2 separate regions of the Hordeum vulgare genome follow, and region 1 is linked to region 2. The links are chromatin contacts, called in public Hi-C maps. All regions are on one chromosome and are shown on one strand. Each heading gives the region's core, a stretch centred on a gene start, on an enhancer-like site or on the middle of the called end of the contact. The rest is flanking DNA. Distances are from core to core; before and after follow the strand shown. Region 1 holds the start of LOC123425646. Region 2 has its middle 9.6 kb from the start of LOC123425642.

The links. A called contact is a pair of places that touch in the nucleus more often than the background predicts.
Region 1: a contact with region 2 is called in a Hi-C map of seedling, with 3 times the contacts expected there. The contact joins the promoter of LOC123425646 here to the enhancer-like site in region 2. A contact is called at or near these places in 1 of 6 Hi-C or Micro-C datasets (seedling) and 1 of 1 datasets of contacts at active chromatin or transcription factors (embryo).

What each region holds. Positions count from the first base shown.
Region 1 is chr2H:156,847,076-156,850,701 of MorexV3_pseudomolecules_assembly, forward strand. LOC123425646 reads right to left here and starts at 1,541. Exons shown (of 2, transcript XM_045109344.1): 1 at 1,223-1,541. The coding sequence starts at 1,538. It overlaps LOC123425645, which reads left to right and starts at 1,644. Exons shown (of 3, transcript XM_045109343.1): 1 at 1,644-2,029; 2 at 3,138-3,490; 3 at 3,599-3,626. The coding sequence starts at 1,822.
Region 2 is chr2H:156,204,762-156,208,533 of MorexV3_pseudomolecules_assembly, forward strand. No RefSeq gene overlaps it. Among protein-coding and RNA genes, the nearest start is that of LOC123425642, 9.6 kb to the left of the region's middle. Within about 2 kb of position 2,505, at least 2 of the 3 cell types and tissues checked have open chromatin away from gene starts, as enhancers often do. A contact at or near this core is called in seedling, where this site is marked.

The DNA of each region.
Region 1 (3,626 bases), core at 291-2,790, 640 kb after region 2:
TGAAGACACCACAAGGCTTCTGGTGTTCAACAAAACTCGCGCGTTCCCATGTATGCTTGCCTCAATAGATTGCATGCATTAGAGTTGAAAAAACTATCCTGCTGGATGGCATGGGCAATTCCACGTCGAGAAAAAATGGTTCCTCTTTAATCCTTGAAGCACTGTCCGATCATGAGACTTGGATTTGGCATGTTTTTTGGGAATGCACGGATGTTGCAATGACATCAATGTTATTCAACGGTCACCACTCATGGCTAAGATTGCAAATGGTGAAACTTCACCGGTGGAGTTTGTAGCAAATGATCATAAGTACAACTATGGCTACTATCTTGCGGATGGCTTCTATCCAAGATGAAAAACAGTTATGAATTTGTTGAAGGCACCGCAAGGTAAGAAATTTTTTGATTTTCACAATGCTCAAGCGGCGGCTAAAAAATATATGGAGAAAGCTTTTGGTATTCTGCAAGCCCAGCTTGCTATTGTGAGAGGATCGACTAGATTTTAGGATCAAAAGATCGTTTGATACATCATGAATGCGTGTGTGATCATGCATAACATGATCATTAAGAATGAGCGTGAACAAGATTTGAACTATTCTCAATATGAGTTGATGGAAAGACTCGTGCGAATGCAGAGAAGTGTTGCGAGTGTGACCCGCTTTATTTCCTCGTATCATGTCATTCGATCTATCGAAACACATGATGATCCCGGTGTGTTGGAGACCCTGTAAGCACACAGTAGTACTACTAAAAAGTAGGAAGCGACTTGAGGATTAGGTGTGCTGTCGTGGCTCAGCAACTGGCGAATTATACGGATGACTGTGGCTTGGTGTATCTAGAAGCATTGCTCTACGCTGTAAAGTAGGTGCTACTGTGCTAGTGCACTGACTTGAGCTTTGAAGGACATGGTACTGCATGCTACGAAAGAACAAACGAGGAAATGAACAGTTCGTGTGCATCCTGCAACGAAACAATACTTCTCCTGTTCGTAGGTAGGAGTGCTTGAGAAAATGACTAGCGCACCGAAGCAGGAGTATTCATTCGTCAAAGTGGTTCCGTCGGGTAGCTTTTTCGTAGTCCACTGAAACACTGGCCCATTTCCTCTCCGTAGATTTTCAGCAGGACCTCCGGTTTTCAATTCAGAGAACACGGGAGCATGGACACAGAGGCAGGCAACTTGCACTTGGGAGGAGGAGAACGGGGTGGGAGAAGGCAATGATTACCCGGGGGAGGAGGGGGCGCCGGCGGCCTCATCTTGGGCTCCTTCAGCCCCTCCAGCTGGGCGTCGAGCTCCGCCAGCCGCCGCAGCGCCTCTTCCGCGGGGCTAGCCTCGCCGCCCTCCTTCTCCGACGACGACGACGAGGAGTTGCCCCCGTTGCAGAGCAGGCGCGTCCTTCTCTCCGTCACCGGCCTACGGATCGCGGCGAGGAAGCTCCTTCCGGCCACGGCGCTCGCGGCGAACGGGAGGAGGCGGAGCTGCATCCTCTTTGCCGCGCGCGCGCTCGGGAAGCATCGTCTGCACCTGCGGTGGTGGAGCATTCGCGGTATGGATAACGATTCGTGAACGGGCCTAAGCCCATAACGCGGAAGGCCCATATAGGTTGTTGAGCCGGCTTCATCACTACAGGCCTAACGGTACGACGACGACGACGACGAAGAACGCGGCCAACCCAAATCTTCTACACTTTGCTTGGAGGGCCCGTAAGATCGGATCCCCCTCCACCAGATTCGCGTACTGAGCGAGCGCTCGCGGAACCCGGAAGTGAGCGAGGCGACCAACGGCGAACACCGCCGATACCCGCCGTCGCGGCGACTACGAGCGATGGCGTCACCGGGGTCGGGATCGGGAGGCGAGCCCGGGAGGCCGTGGACGGCGACTAGCACCTGGGCCCCAGCGGGAGGCGCGGCGGTCGAGGACGCCGTGTCCTTCGAGACGACCGCAGACGACGCCGAGACTTCCCCCTCGCCCGTCGTCCTCGCCCGACCGCCGTCCGACGGCAGCGAGGATCCAACTCCCTGCGAAGTTACGAGTGAGTCATCCTTTTTTTTTTTTCCTCTCTTGGATTTTCTGGGAAAATTCTAGATTACTGGTCCTAGAAACTTTTTTGGGAATTCTAGACTACTGGACAGGAGCTTGCGCGGTTTGATCGGGAATTGCTTTGTTGCGATGGTTCCTGTCGCTGATTGGATGCAGATGCACGCGCTGTCGGGAATTGCTCTGTTGCGGTAGTAAGTGTATGGGTGGATAAACCCTAGTGGCCTAGGCCTAGTATTAAGCCAAGCCCCAAGCTGGCCATCGCTGTTTTGGGTTCCAGTGCAGAGTCCGTCGAAATTGGACTATCATATCATTGTCGATGCCCCAGTTCTTGTTCACAAGCTCATACTAGAATTCACAAACTGTATGATAAGTTTCTATATCTTATATTCACTGTTATAAAGATCTCAGTTGGTGGTGGTGCATTCACCCTCTCATATTACTTCTTAAGATGCCAAGAAATTAATTTCCGCAATTATGCTACTTTCTATTTAGCAGAAAGATGTATCACGATCCTTTAGTTATAATTGATTCGATTGATGTATATTTTGAGATAATTATAACTTCTATGGCAATGTAAGTGCATTTGATCTCCATAGCAAGAGTATTTAGCTTTAAATATCTTAAATATATAATACTCCGGTGTTTCGTATTCTGCACATGATCACAGTAATTGGTATTTCGTGTACCACTTTGGAATATATCTGCATCTTCTTACAGCTTTAGTTACACATCTTCGAGTAGCCTGAAATCAAAGTAAGTTGTTCCGTATGAATAGTTCACCCAACATCAATCATGTTGAAATTCCCATGATCTATTTCCTTCCTTTAATTGGGATAAATTGCAGACGGCTAACTTATGTTAGAATACAAACAATGGAAGAAATACTTTTATTTCTCGTTGTATTTGTATATCCATCCTTTTAGCATTGCAAATGTGGAGTCAGGCTCTGTCTCATTCTGTGTAGACCACAGTGCCTTTCATGGCACAGTTTCCTGGCAGTCTCCATCTTGTTCTAGAAATACCATGCGATATTTTACTGTTAAATATCAAACCATTTTCCATTTCATTATCAGTGTATCTTATCCATTTCTTTTCTTCAGTTAGTTTCACAGGAAAGTACGAGATTCATAGAGTGTACGTGCGAAGCACAGCTCGAACTTATGAAATATACTATTCAACTGACCTGAAGGATACAAGTAAAGATTATCTATGCACTGTACGCTGTGGAATTGCTGCTCAAGAACCACAGCCTCCTGGTGAAGAATGTGTATCTCAGGCGAGTAGCAATGCTGCAATCGGTGAAAAGCATGAACAAGAGGCCAAAAGTGTTACAAGTAGCAGTGATGAAGATAGCTGGGTTGAAGTCAAAATTCCCGAGTCTCCTCTTGGAAATTACAAGCCAGAATCTCAAGAAGAAAGGAATGCAATAGGAACCTGCCAGAAAAGTACTCTGGTACTTCCCTTTTTTTTTTTCAACAGTCACTGTCTAGTACTCGCTATTAAAGAATTTTTCTTAGCTTCTTATGTTTACTATAATTTTGTTTTATTTTGTGCATTCCAGGCTCACTACGAAGCAACTGCTGAAATAA
Region 2 (3,772 bases), core at 1,255-3,754:
GAAGGATATCCGTTCGAGCCGGATCAAGCATGAAGAAAAAGGTGCATGCGTGGGAAAGAACAATGGAGCTTCTACTGATGATTTTTGCACTTTGAAGCCACCGTAACGAGAGCATGAAGGCTTGGACAAAATATTCAAGACGCCACTTTATAAATTTCGTCCATAGGCTATTTTAGGTGTTGCGTCACCTTATTTTTGGGTCAGGCCCATGTAATTTCGGAATACCATATTATAGGTTGTTTTCAGAGTTCGTGTGTGTGGGAAACCGAGTTTAGGGTCATTTTCGGACCCCTCCTCCAAGGGTCATGAAAATCCCTCTCTGTTCCCTCATATATACAACCCTTAGGACACCGTTTAGACTTGGGTTTTGTTTGGATTACAAGTTCGCCATAGCAGCAACTTCGCGTTCTTCGTTTGTGTTCCATGACCACACAAAGGCGTCACAGAACCCCATCTTCATCAATAAAGCTTTTCTCTTATATTCGCAATATCCGGATTGCAATCTTAGTTTCTTGCTTGTTCATTGTTTGCGTGTAGGTAACAAACCCTCGTGGTTAGGTTGATCGTGCTCCGGCGTGGTCAATAACCTCTTGGAGTTGGTTTAGCGATTGCTAAGGCACGACGTCCTCACACGTTCGAAGTCAGATCGTCGAAGTCTACTCCACCAAAAATGATAACCACCATCTCATCGAAAGACAGGGACAACTTTGCCTCTACCAAGAACCTTCTTATATCGGGACCATTTGGTGGGAGGGGTGTTGTGAACAGTTTGATGACGGTTTTAGTTGATTGAGGGTGATAGTTTCTTTACAACATCATGCCATTTTCTGGAATGAAGACTCAAAACTACCATCCTCCTACAAAATGCCATGTTGTTCTCAAGAAACTGTCACCTCTGATACAACTAAAACTATCAAAAAAACATTCTAAATGCCATGTTCTTCGAGTGGACGGTCCTTAGTAAAATAACCACTAACGTTATTGATTACATTGGATCCACCCGAACCAAAACATATCACGTAGGATCTACCCAACCAAAACAAGACCTGAGTCGTACTAGCTTTGGCTTCTATTAACGAAGTAAATATAGGACTAACAAGCAAAAGCTTACGCTACTTGAATTTGATTAGCATCGACCAGTGTCCAACTCAGAGTATGAAAATTAGGCGTGACTTCTTCACGTGGTGGTTCTGACGGTGATACTTTCATTGTAATTTAACCAATTGTCAAAATATTTGAGTTGATAACTTGATCTGTTTTTGCGTTGTTGGTCACATCAATGATGATACATGTTTTTGTCATTATTGTCGTCATTCAAGTGTCACTTTCATGACATACATTCGGGCAAGAATGTCACGGATACGTATTTTTCTTGTAGTGGTGCACGACTCGCAATAACAACGCAACCTGGAGGAAAAATGATTGAGTGTAGGGTCGACTGTGGAGAATGGACCACGCAGAGCGCTCCGAGGAGGCATCGGCGTGAGGCGCACACGAAAGAGACAATGCTAAGGGTACTCTCACATGACGATGCACCGAGGAGGCATGTACTCGAGCATCCTTGCGGAAAAAAAATCACATGGAAAAAGTGTGAAATTATTCTAAATCTTTTTTCTCTTGGCCACAAAAGCGAACCGCGGGAGGATGGGTGGCATGTTGCGTGGGAGCACACACGAACAACGAGAAGGAATCTCTACATGACGATAACTACGTCAAATTGCGAGGGAAATAAACAAGTGACTTGCTTTCTCGACCGAGTCATCCGCTGTTTGAAGCGCAACAACGCAAATTTCTCAAAACGAAACATATGTGAGCAATAGAACTCCCAACCTCCCACTCTTTAGTGCAAGGTACTACCAATGGAGATGGTGGTTATTCGTGAATGATGGGCAGTAATATTGAAGACCTCAATTCATCAGCATATTTGAAACAAAATTTGAAGTTTCAAAAGTGTTTTTGATAACAAGAACAAAATTTTGAATTTTTAAACTTTTTTGAAATATTGTCACAAAAATATGGAAAACATGAAAAAATTGTAAACATGATTTTATTTGAAATTCTGAACATTTTATGATTTTCTAAAAAAATTCAAAAATCAGAAATTTTAGAAATTAAATCATGAAAGTTTAATAAACGTGAATAAAGCATTGCAAATCAAAAAATAGTTTGTAATTCTAGAGAACATTTTTACATTTTGAACAGCTTCTTTAAAAGTGCGAACAATTTTCTAATTTCCAATTTTTTTTAAAAACGTGAACAAAATTTTAAATTACCAAGCAATTTTGAAGATTTAAAGTTTTGGAAAATTTTGAATCTATGCAATAAATAAAAAAGCACAGAAAAGCCCAAAAATTATAAAAGGAAGAAATGTTCAAGAATCTTCTACAAGGTTCCCAACACGTGGAACCACAAAGCTTTGTGTTGAGCTAAAAATGGGCTGGCCCGATTCACTCGATGTCTATATGTTTCATGACACTTTGCCATAATATGCGCAAGATAGGAAATCCCGGGAGCAGCTAGGCGAGGAGTACTCGTTTCGGGGCTCCCGCAAGGGTCACTTTTCGTGGGCTGAGATCGCGACTATCGCTACGTGTCACGTGCTGGATGCTCCTTTGAGATTTCATCTTATATTATTATTTTTGTAATCTTTTTTGGGTTTTAGATGATTTTTTTCTTCTGTTTTTTGGCTTTTGGCTTTTTTCCTGGTTTTTTAGATTTTTGTACACACAAAAATTGCTCGAAAAATATATTTTTTTAAGAGACACAAATTTAATTCTCCTGTAGACACATATTTTGGTCCCGTGAGAGGCACAACTGTGCCTCTCCAAAGAGAAAACACATTTTCTATTGATGCGAGAGGCACAAATTTTATTTATCATGGACACATAGATTTGGTTCCGTGAAAGGTATAGTCCTGCCTCACAAAAAAATGGCGTGACGCGCCGGTAAGTGATTCCTTGTGCTACCTAAGAAATCCTACTACTGGTTTCTTTAACATATTGATTTTTTTTTTTGCAAAAAATAAATTCATTATTTTTTGTCAAAATGTTAGTCGATTCAAAACTATTCCTAAATTCTAAAAATGTTCAAGGAACTTTTCAAATATTAATCAGTTTCAAGAGTATCATGAATATAACTTTTGTGGTGAATATTTTTTATGATTTTTAGAATAAATATAACCTAGTAAAACTGGAAGTAAAAACTGAAGGAAAACGGGTAGAAAAAAAAGGGAATAAAACACCAGCGATATGGAAAGCTGATGGAACAAAAAAACAGGAGAAAATCCTTTTGTGAAACACAGATGCAAGAAATTGTAAAAGAAACCGTGGTGAGAAGAAGCGCCGAGAAAAACCACTGCAATACGGGCCTGTCCGTCAGGCAATATCCCCCTGTGCGATTTGTATGAGTTGCGCACCATCCTTTGCTGTGAGCGAAGAACGGGGTTTCTTGACCCAAGCACGAGAAAGCAGCTAAGAGTATCTAGAGGCGGACCCTTCAAACCCGCTCAAACGTTCGGACAGTCAGCCTGGTAACTCGTCGGTCATAAAAAATGATTTAATCAGACCCTTTATATCCATCTCAAACGTCCGGACTGACCGACACTCCTCATATCTTTATTTTATAAAAATCACAATTGGTGATGATGCTGTGTGTGTCATACATCGTTTTTAACCATTTGATCTGCATCCGACGCATGAGAGGCAACCCCATTTCACATTTGCAAAGAAACCCCCATTCTCTTCATCCATCTTAATCCAGTCCCACCTTATCC